2 separate regions of the Ovis aries genome follow, and region 2 is linked to region 1. A link is a contact called in public Hi-C data. All regions are on one chromosome and are shown on one strand. The core of a region is the stretch at or near the end of the contact, and the rest is flanking DNA. Distances in the headings are between cores, read along the strand shown.

Region 1 (5,243 bases), core at 1,499-3,998:
CGCAGTGTGCCCCAGTCCTGCCCTCTCCCTCTGCCTCCTGTCTCAGGGTCCAGCCAGAGTCACACGTTGCATTTGGTGGCCACGTCTCTTTGATCATCTTTAATCTGGGAGTGTCCTCAGGCTTTTTGTCTCAGGACACTGACATTTAGGAGTCTAGGCCATCTTTTGGAATGCTCCACAGCCTGGTTTGTCTGCTTCGTGATGAGATTCAGGTTAGAGCACTGGGGCGAGGATATGGGTGAGTGGTGCTGCGTATTGCTGATCAGGGCCCCTCAGGAGGCAGGTGACCACAGGCTGTCCCCATGACAGCGTGGCCGAGTGTGGTCCCTGGGTTCCGGGTGTGCCTGCGAGATCTTGTAAACTGGGGCCCTCCTGTCCTCAGTCTGCAGGGGCCTATTTTGAAATCATGTACATGTACTTTACCCTAATGCACTTTCACCCGCTGATGTTCTTCTTAGCCCTGTTGCATCTGTTGCTGGAGGCTGCAAGGAAAAGCAGAAAAGAAAAAGAAGTGAAAAGCAAAGGACGTCCGATTAGATCTGTGTGGAACCATCCCTAGTGCTCCTTTATTTGTATAATTGCAAGGGATGAATGCTGTGAGCGCCCTGTAGTTCCCAGAGTGTACAATCAGTCTCTGTGAACAAAAAGAAGCTTAGTTGGGCTCCGTCTCCCCATAGAGACCTCCAAGGCAAATATTTGTCTGGGGTCGGTAGCCTGCAGTGATTCCTGAAAGTCTGGGTGAGGTTATAGAAATGCCTGGTGTTTGCCCTGGTGGCGTGCACAAGACAAATGAGGCAGAATTGCGTGAGCACGGTTACACGTCGCTTTTCATGTTTAGTTAACAGACAGAACAGGGACGTGGGCTTCAGCAGCCCCGGCTGGATAAACAACCTCTGCAGAGTTGAGAGAAGAGTCAGCACTGTCTACTGCTGACTTAAAGGGACACTGAAACTTTGTCAATAAAAGGTTTGAGTGCGAAATAGATAACCAGCAAGGACCTAGTGTATAACACAGGGAGCTATACTCAGCATTTTGTAGTAACCTATAAGGGAAAAGCATCTGAGAAAAATAAAGTGTAATTGAATCAGTGTGCTGCACACCTAAAACTAACACAGCAATGGAAATCAACTATTTAAATTAAAAATAAAATAATAGGCTTGGCTAAAACCTTAGAATCTTTCTGCATGGATGTGAAACTTTGAGTGGATTTTGTTTTTTATTTTATTTTTAAAATTTTTACTACAGTTAGTCAGTTTTCCATGTTGTGCTAGTTTCTGCTGTATGGCAAAGTATATCCGTTATACATATATCAAGTGGATTTTGTATTTCCTCTTTCCCCTTAGGGAAGTGAGCTAAGACGTTAGTTTGGAGCAGTGGATGTGAACCGTCTAAGGGAAAATGTTGGCCATCTGAACGCTCCTGGGGAGGTATTCTGCAGAGCATGGTGTGATTTGGTCGTCTCAGACGTTTGTTTCAAACATGCTCACTGTTTGTAAAGTGCCTTCTCAGCATCGTAGCATCATGTAGCCCAATCCTTTATGACACCGATTTTTCAGCCAGGGAGTGGTTTTGACCCATAAGGAACATATAGCAAAATCTGGACCCACTTTGGATTGTCACAACCAGGAAGATGCTATGGGCATCTACCAAGTAGAGGCAGTCTGTCACTCGGTCGTGTCCGACTCCTTTTGACCCCACGGACTGTAGCCTGCCAGGCTCCTCTGTCCGTGGAGTCCTCCAGGCAAGAATACTGGAGTGGATTGCCATTTCCTTCTCCAGGGATCTGCCTAACCCAGTGATTGAACCCAGGTCTTCCACACTGCAGGCAGATTCTTTACCAGGAGAGCTGCTAAAACACGCTTCAGTGAACAGACACCATCATCTGCCACACACACACACATTGCCACTGACAAAGGAATATCAGGTCCAAAATGTCAGGAGTAGCAGGGTGGAACAGCTCCTTTTTATATGACTTGTCAGCAAATGTTTGCAGTATACGAGGCACCGGGTATTTGAAGAGAATTAAGTCGCTCAGAAGACTGATGCTGAAGCTGAAGCTCCAGTCCTTTGGCCACCTGATGCGGAGAGCTGTCTTGCTGAAAAAGACCCTGATGCTGGGAGAGATTGAAGGCAGGAGGAGAAGGGGATGACAGAGGATGAGGTGGTTGGATGGCATCACCGACTCAGTGGACATGAGTCTGAGCAAACTCTGGGAGGTGGTGAAGGACAGGGAAGCCCGGCCTGCTGCTGTTCATGAGGTCGCAGAGTTGGACACGACTGAGCGAGTGAGCAACCACAAAGCTGATCGCCTCGTTGGGAAAAGAGGCAGTAGAGGACCTCCACATTCTGGTACATTCATGTTTTTATTTACAAGCCACCCTAGCTGTTGGAGAGGAGCTGGCGCAGCAGGCTGTGAACAGGAACTTCCTTTGCGTTGGTGTTTACCGGGTGAGTCAGTGTGGAGGGTTACAAAACCACTCTTCTGCTCAGACCTTGGCATTGCCCCTGCGAGGCATCTTACTACTTACCCGTTAGCCACCTTTCCCTCTACAATGCCAACCGTACTTAGGGTTTAAACATAAATCTTTGATTTTGGGGTTGTTTTTGCCCATGAAATGTTTTCTTGACTTTCGAGGAGATCTTAACACAACTGTATTTGCATAAATCTTCCCACTTCGTTTCTTTTGCAGTCAGCTCTGTGCTGTTGACTCAGTGCATTTCACTACACACCCATCCGTCGTGTTGCCTCTCGTCGCTGCATAGCCCTCCTCAGAATGGATGTCGGTTAGCCGTGCTCAGGCTGTGGCATAGACAGTGGGGGAAGGGACTTCGGGGCGGACACTATTCAGGGCAGTGATTCTGAAACCTCAGCATCATCCAGGAGATTATTAAATCGAAGCTCATTGATCTCCCACACACACACAGGGTTTCTGACTTGGTAGGTCTGGAGTGAAACTTTCACGTGATGTTGCTGCTGGTCTGGGGACCATACTTTGGGAACCCCCAGTCTGGGACAAAAGTACACGTGGGGGACCATGATCAGGGAATATGTGCAAAGGGGCATAAAGCTGCAGGGGAGTCTGGCCGATGTAAGCTCTGGGAAGACAGGAGGATACTGCCTCAAGAAGGAGCTGAGGTGAACGTTAAGCTCATTCCTGTTAGAAACGCAGTTCGGGAAGAAAAGAGAAAAAAGGGAGATGGAGAATGGGATTTTTCTTTTTTTCTATTAGCAGTAGCTCTATTATGGGCTTCCCAGGTGGCGATAGTGGTAGAGAACCTGCCTGCCAGTGCCGGAGATGTAAGAGCTGCGGGTTCCATCCCTGGGGCAGGAAGATCCCTTGGAGTAGGAAGTGGCAACCTACTTCAGTATTCTGGCTTGGAGAATCCCGTGGACAGAGGGGCCTGGGGAGTCACAAAGGGTCAGGCGTGGCGGAGCGCCCACCCATACACAGCACTGTTTATACTATTAGTATTATCACCACCATTGCTGTTAACATTAGCCCTTCAGGATGGAGGAGGCATAAGCTTTCTTTCCAGAAAAATAGATGAGTCACACGCCCCCTCCCTCCCCGCCTCCAGTGTCTGATTTGCTCTGGGTGAGAAGATGCCTTCAGGCCAAATGGTCCTGCTCTCAGCAGCTTCAGACAATGCAGAAGCAGGTTCGTGTCTGTGGGCTATTAGAGACCTTAGTGGCATAAAGAGGGAAAGACAAGCAAGCTGCAGGGTAGTCAGTCAAGTTTTCCGTACAAGGAGAAGCAAACGTACGAGCTCTTCCTCCCCATCTCTGTGTCTGTGCCCAGAAGGAGACAAGATAACTTGGTAGGAATGCCCGGGTGGCTTAGTGGTGAAGAACCGTGCTGCCAGTGCAGGAGACGCGGGTCGGGAAGATCGCCTGGAGAAGGAAATGGCAGCCCGCTCCAGTATTCTTGCCTGGGAAATCCCATGGCCAGAGGAGCCTGGCGGGTTACAGTCCATGGGTTTGCAAAGAGTCGGACAAGACTTAGTGACTGAACCCTTAGCGATCCTCGGGCACCTCAAGCACTCAGTCCTGCCCCAGAACCCCGGGGTGCTGGGTGAGACTGTGGGAGGGGCGCTGACATAGGGCCTGAGGAGACTGGACTCTGACCCCATTCACAACCTCAGTGTCATCTGAGCTCTTCATGCTTCACTGCCAGGCACGTAGTAAATGCTTAGAAACAAATCTGAGCATTTACTGCTGTTGGGTTTCTAAAAACTGAAGTATGGTTAATTTACAAAATTGTGCCAGTTTCGAGTGTGAAGCAAAATGATTCAGTTACATATATATAATATATGTATTCTTCACCAGATTCCTTTCTAAAACCTGCTCTCAGATTTGAATATGGGTTGATAGGAACCGTGGAGCTTAGTGAATTTTCGTCTATTATCTGCTAGATCCCACGGCATCACCTTTTAATGAAAATTATGGCGTAGCATCCCTAGGAATTTAAGGTTCAAAACTGTTTCACAGTTTGGGGTCACGGCAGCCCCGCCAGTTAGAGATACACTATCGCCAGAAGGTTGTCCTGACAGCTGTGTAGTCAGCAGTGCCTGCGGGTGGATGGCACCCACGTGGGCACAGCTGCTGCCTGTGGGGTCAGGGAGCTGTGACGGCGTGTAGACAGAGCGAGGTGTCCCGGGGAGTTGGCGTCAGGTCATACAACTTGAGTGGCTGATCTCTAGACACCTTTAACCCCCTTCTCTGAACTGTGAAAAGCCTCACTCCATTGCCCCTGTGCTGTAGCAAGAAAAGCTGATTTGAGTTTAAATCAGAAAGCACTCATGCCTGAGCTGAAAACCAGTTTCTTCTTTTGCCCCCATGCTGGACTCACGGCCCACAAAGGGTCCCAAACTTGGGGTGTCGTGGTATCTCATTTTGCCTCAGAGTCCCACTCACTGAGAGCCCAGCCATGTTTTTGCTGATGCAGCGATCCTAGCCAAGGGTTTGGTCCAGCAGGAAGTCGAGAGTGGACACTAAGACCCTGCAGCAGCCTTGTCCATGAGCGCCGAAGAATCGATGCCTTCCAACTGTGGCGCTGGAGAAGACTCTTGAGAGTCCCTTGGACTGCAAGGAGATCAGACCAGTCCATCCTAAAGGAAGTCAACCCTGAATATTCATTGGAAGGACTGATGCTGAAGCTGAAACTCCAATACTTTGGCCACCTGATGGGAAGAACTGACTCATTGGAAAAGACCCTGATGCTGGGAAAGATTGGGGGCAGGAG
Region 2 (5,725 bases), core at 843-3,342, 100 kb after region 1:
AGCACAGGGAGGTGACCCACCAAGCAGTCCCAGCCCGGCAGGACCAAGCGGAGATATGGGAGGAGGGACATTTGAACCCATGGTGGGAGGATGGTTAGGACTCCGCGCTTCCACTACAGGGGGCATGGGACCTGCAGGGACCTGCCCCAAGGACCGAGAGCCAGTTTTCACTCGTCATGACCACTGCAGGCCCAGGAGAGGGTGTTGACACCAGGGACCCTGGGAGGTGAGGCCAAAGTGGGTCGGCCCACATGGTCTCCCACGAACAGGCGGCAGAGCCCTGGGGAGGGACCTGGAGGGTGGGGTGGTGCCCTCCATGGGGCAGGCCTCTGCACAGACGCTTCTCACCATCCACAAGGAAACACTTCTGCTCAGTGAGGCTCCCAGGTGCGGCCACAGAACTGGCCCTTCCTCCAGGGGCCCCATGAGGAAGCCCACCTGTCCCAAAGGCCGGGTGGAGACCCCAGGAAAAAGCCGAGGGCACATGAGGTCAGGGCTGGAGATGGGGTTTGAGTCCAGGTCCTCACCCTGGACCTGGAGGCTCGGCCTGGACTTAAAGTCTCCGTCCTTAGCCTGGGCCTTCAGTCAGGATGCTCAGGTGACCCAAAGCTGGCCCAGACCTGTGCCACCACCTCCCAGGCCTCGTTCGTAGCCTGGGTTGCTACCTTCTGTTGCCATGGAGATACGGCAGGCCTTTGGGTCCCACTTCTTCCCCACTGTAGGGCAGTTTCTGGACTGTAGCAGTGAACAGGGGCTCACAGAGGTGAATTTTTATTTTAAATTTTTAAAAGAAGTTATCCTGTTTTTTAAATTAACTCATTAATTGGCTGATTCAGATCTTAGTTGAGGCCCTCGGATCTTTTCCTTGCGCACTCGATCTATCTAGTTGCGGCATCAAGGCTCAGTAGCTGCAGAACACAGGCTTAGTTGCCCGAGGCATGTGGGATCTTAGTTCCTCAACGAGGGATTGAACCCTGGTCCCCTACATTGCAAGGCCGAATGTTTACCACTGGACCATCAACGAAGTCCCCAGATGTTGATGTTATGTGCAAAATATATATTAACATCTTAAGATGCACACTCTGTTATTGATGGCAAACACTGACAGTGGGAACCCCGCCTCACACAGCCCTAGGAGAAGGCTGGCCTTGCACCTTGCCTGGTCCAGGGAGGCACCAGGAATGCGAGGTGAACTTCTGAGAACCTTCCAGGATATCTTGGATGAGCCAGGCTTCCTCCACCTCCAGCCACCAAAAACAGGTAGATGAATGAGCAGAAGAGGCTACAGCCCCATTTAGCACCTTACTCCAAACGGCATGTAGTTAAGGTCACTCCTCTTATAGGCTGACTGCATTAGAAGTCAGTGTTATAAATGTAAGTGAATAATTTATATGGATGCCATATTTCCAGTTTTATATAATGGGATTTCATGCGTAGTTTCGACTGACAAGGGGGACTTCTCTGCTTTAAAAAAAAAAAAAAGCACTCCTTGAGCTGAAGGGAGCTGCCAGGCTGCCCACTAGACACCAGACAAATGGACAGGGCAACCAGTCCAGGTTGGAGAGGGCCAAACACCGGGAGAAACTTCCTCTGGAGGCCGCGGTGACCATACCTGGTGCCTCTGGACCTTGTAAGGAGACTGAGTCAACTGGTAGCTTCTTGGGGGTTCACTGCCAAGAAAAAGAGAACACGATTAACTCTATATAGAGTTGTGCAAAAAAGGAAACTCTAGTATGAAGTGTTGCGCCGGATTCAGTTCTGAAGAGGGATTAAATAGTCAATAGCCAGAAAGCTATTGATCTGGTCGAAACAAAAAAGGAGAAAGAAACGCCGGGCCGGGGATGCACGTGGAGGGGCGGCCGCAAGCGCCACCGGGGTCGCCAGAAGCCCCACGTGACTGAGAGAAGTAGAAATCTGGATTTTTAGGCCAAACAAAACTTGCGTGGGCTGGCTGCAGCTGGTTTGCAGAGCACCCCCGACTCCTAGCGGCGGTCCTCGGGCAGGCCGGGGAGGGGCGGGGGCGCAGGAAGTCAGTTGCTTCCTGCGCCCGCTCGGGCGGAGCCCTCCCCCGGGAGCCGGGTCCCCCGCCCGAGCCGCGCCTCTGGGCGCCGCCACTGCTCCCCGCGGGCTCGGCTTCCTTCTGCGGAGAAGCACCCGGCCCCGCCGGAGGCTGCTCGGCTCCCCGCGCCCGCAGCGCCGCCTTCTGGTGGCCGTGGGGAGCGCCGCCGCCGGCCCGGAGAGCCGAGACATCCGAATCCAGGGTTCAGGATCAGAAGCACAACTTGCAGGTTTTATTGGAACCTCAGGCACTCAGACGCATCATAATTCCCTAGTTCGTGATGCTCACGCGCTGATCACTGGCTTCTGACCACATTTAACTGTAACTACACGCTTCCCACCCCATCCCCGCTCCTGGTTCTCCTTTCTTTCGAAATCTCCATTCACCACACCTTTGCTTTTCTTACCGCATAATTCTAGTTTCGCTCGATGTATTGCCTAAAAAGTGCAGATGAGTACGGCAATTCTTTATAATTAAACGAAAAGGACTCCATGCCGTAGGTCATCCTTTCACTATGTTGCTGTAACAGACACACCACCCCCCGCCCCCACCTTGTTTCAGGCAACACTTAGCATCCTCTCAGCCCTTATTCGCGCCCTCTCTTAATCCAGCCAAGAACCGCGTGTCTGCCGCGCAAAGGCTGTGACCAGTTTCACTCCAGCGCAAGCACAGAGCTGGGCCGCAGGCTTCACGGACAGCTTTTGACTGCCACTCCAGAGCTTTCCTGTGGACCCTGCCATGGGTGTGCAGCCCGCAGTTACGGGAGAGTTCCTGCCCGTAGGGTGATGCTGGCTAATTGGACACAGCAGTCAGTGGATACATTTGTCCTCCTTACCTGAGACACACTGTCCTGTGTGTAGCCGCTCAGTCATACCGACTCCTTGCGACCCCGTGGATAGTAGGCCGCCAGGCTCCTCTATCCACGGCAGGCTCCTCTGTCCATGGGATTCTTCAGGCAAGAATACTGGAGTTGGTTGCCATGCCCTTCTCCGGGGGATCTTCCCAACCCAGGCATGAAACCCAGGTCTCTCGCATTGCAGGCGGATTCTTTACCGTCTGAGCCACCAGGGACGCCCAGACTGTCCTGAGGCAGATTTTATACAGTGTCTCCCATGGGACCCTGCAAACGATCACACAGAGTGGTCCATTCGGCAGCCTCCTACTGGCTTCACTGCCCAGGTAGGTAGTCCATCTGGGTCTGTGAGTACAAGTCAAAAATAGGCCGCCGCTGCACCAACTAACTGCCTTACTCAGGGGCCACCTTGGAAGACAGTAGTGAAGGTTGCTGAGCCCAGTGGTTGGAGCTCGGAGCATCTGACTCTTCCAAGGAAAGAAAATAGCCTGGAGGGAGCGATGAAAGGCCAGGGGCAACCCCCCACAGGCCCCGCAAGAAGTGGGCAGGCAGAAAGCCGCCAAGATTCTCAAACGAGCGAGTCGTTTGAACAAAAAGTGAGTCACCTTCCAAGTAAAATTCCTGGGTAAGGAAGGAGGCCACGGAATGCCAGGAAAAAGGCAACCCAGGAAAACCGCTGTACAGATGAATCTATTTTACAATAGCCAAGACAGGTGATTGACAGGGTTAAAAGGGGCGGACAGAGCGGACCAGAGGAGTCGTGAGCTTGCACGTGGGAAGCAACGCGGGAACCTGGACTGAGTCAGCGAGTCCTGCGCGTGAAGACCTACTCGGTGCGAGCTGACTCCCCTCAGACCCGGTGAACCAAAGCCATGGGACGGGCGCGGACAAGATTCAGGTATGGATCGGCTCTCCGGATTCACCCCTCCCAGGGGAAGCCCCGCGTGCTCCTGAACTTACGGAGTACAGGCTGTAGTTTTGTGGGGGGTTTGGGTGGCTTTGCTCTGACGGTGCTTGCCTCTCTTTCATAAGAACCTGCTCGCGGGACCCACTCATTTGATCCACTGTTGGTGGCTCCTCTGAGGGTCAGATGCAGGCTCCAGGATAGGCTTTTCCCCGTAAAGTTTGCCGAGCATAACATTCGAGACAGCACCTTCTTCCTGGGAGAAGAAAGGGCACACGGTCTTTTGAGGGTGGCCAGGGTCAACACGGAGTTCCCACGCTTCCTGGGGAGCTGCACGCCCTCTGTCAGGCCGGTGGAGGCCAGGAGCTTTACTGTGGACTCTGGGTGCCTAGGTAAGAAGGTGGCCTCGTTCATTTCCACCACTCTGGAGGCTTCCAACGTGGCGCAGTGCCACTCTCCTCATACCTGGCTCTTGGCCTGCAGTCTAGGGTATGGCTAACAGTTTATGTTTTAAATGGGGGCGGGGTGGCGGCCAGGGATGGAAGAAACCAGTTTGCTTCCACCTGGCATAGCACACAGTACACTTAAGGCCCTGAATTCTCCAGTGAGACAGCATCAGTGGCTTGGACACAGCTTGTTACCATGTGAACTGTTGGTGGGCATGCAAGCGTCTCTATGACGGCTTCACAGGCCAAACTGCTTTTGCTTAGTGACCCACGCTCCCCTCAGCTGCCTTCCAAGTAGCCAGCTTGGGAGCTGCTTCACAAAGAGACGTTTCACAATCAGTGAACAAGAAACTTGGTGTGACCACAAATTACGGCAAAAATCCCAGCTCCACTGGCCCCTTTGCATATTGCATAGAGACAGTACATCCCAAACCTGGGAATATTCCTGTAACCTCCACCCCCAGATGTCAGACCTGTGGTCATATTTGAATGAGGGCCCCAATACCCAATAATCTTGGAAGCCCTTTAGGCGCTCTATCCTTGCACCTCCTTCAGACCAGTAACGGGTGCCTGTTACTGATTGCGCAGCTGATGGAGGCCTTTTACCATGATGGCTTTTGGCTCTCCTGGCCCTCTGAGCTGCTGGTGGTGTTTTGATAAAAACTGTAATAGACACACCAGAAGAGCATAGAGGTTGGAGAAATTTTGGCCAAAACATAAGTATAAGAGACAAATAAAATGTTACATATTTAAAGGAGATAGCGCAGTGATTTGACGTATGTCTGCTTTGTGAAATGATTGCCACAGTCAGGTTAACACATCCATCACCTCACAGCTACCTCTTTTTTTAAAGTGAGTGGTTGAGCTTTTGAATTTGAGAACTTCCTCCTGCCCCTGAGAAGCAACTGTGAACGTGACTAACCTCTGGTCAAAACAGCCTCCAACCTGACATCCTGCAAGTCTGAACTAAATTCCGTAGGTGGGATGAGCTCTAGGAAGTTCTGTTGTATAAACACTACGGATCTTGCAGTTAAGCCCAGTCCCTAAGCCTTTGACTTCGCCAACAGGTGTCTTCCCTCATGGAGTGCTAGTCTCATGAAAGCCAGCTGACGAGAATCAGTGAAGGAGCCCACCCTGCTCCCAGGTGAGCAGGCCCTCTTTAATGCCAGAGCCTTCCCGTGAAGGCAGACGGCTGGTGGCCTGCAGCAGTGGGTGTCCCATGTGATGAGCTGAATTTCACAGGGGACTTTGTAGTCAGGGCATTGCCCATCCCCGCTCTCCTAGGAATCAATGAACAATATCTGTATATCAGCTCATGGACTGTCACTTATGACCCAGCTTTAATGGTCAGGTCTTTGGGCCCCCCAGGACTGGACTCGTAAAGAGATCCCGTATATTGGATGACCTCCCCTTGGAAACATAACAGTTTTCAGATCCAATATTTCCATTATATGCATAGTTAT

The links. Hi-C and Micro-C count contacts between places; a contact is called where the count stands out from the background.
Region 2: a contact with region 1 is called in a Hi-C map of blood, with 2.9 times the contacts expected there. The contact joins two enhancer-like sites. A contact is called at or near these places in 2 of 16 Hi-C or Micro-C datasets (blood and skin fibroblasts).

What each region holds. Positions count from the first base shown.
Region 1 is chr19:6,786,338-6,791,580 of ARS-UI_Ramb_v3.0, forward strand. The region is part of intron 1 of CMTM8 (CKLF like MARVEL transmembrane domain containing 8); the gene reads left to right. Among named protein-coding and RNA genes, the nearest start is that of CMTM8, 51 kb to the left of the region's middle. Within about 2 kb of position 2,749, at least 6 of the 54 cell types and tissues checked have an H3K27ac peak or open chromatin away from gene starts, as enhancers often do.
Region 2 is chr19:6,887,714-6,893,438 of ARS-UI_Ramb_v3.0, forward strand. The region is part of intron 3 of CMTM7 (CKLF like MARVEL transmembrane domain containing 7); the gene reads left to right. Among named protein-coding and RNA genes, the nearest start is that of CMTM7, 49 kb to the left of the region's middle. Within about 2 kb of position 2,093, at least 11 of the 54 cell types and tissues checked have an H3K27ac peak or open chromatin away from gene starts, as enhancers often do.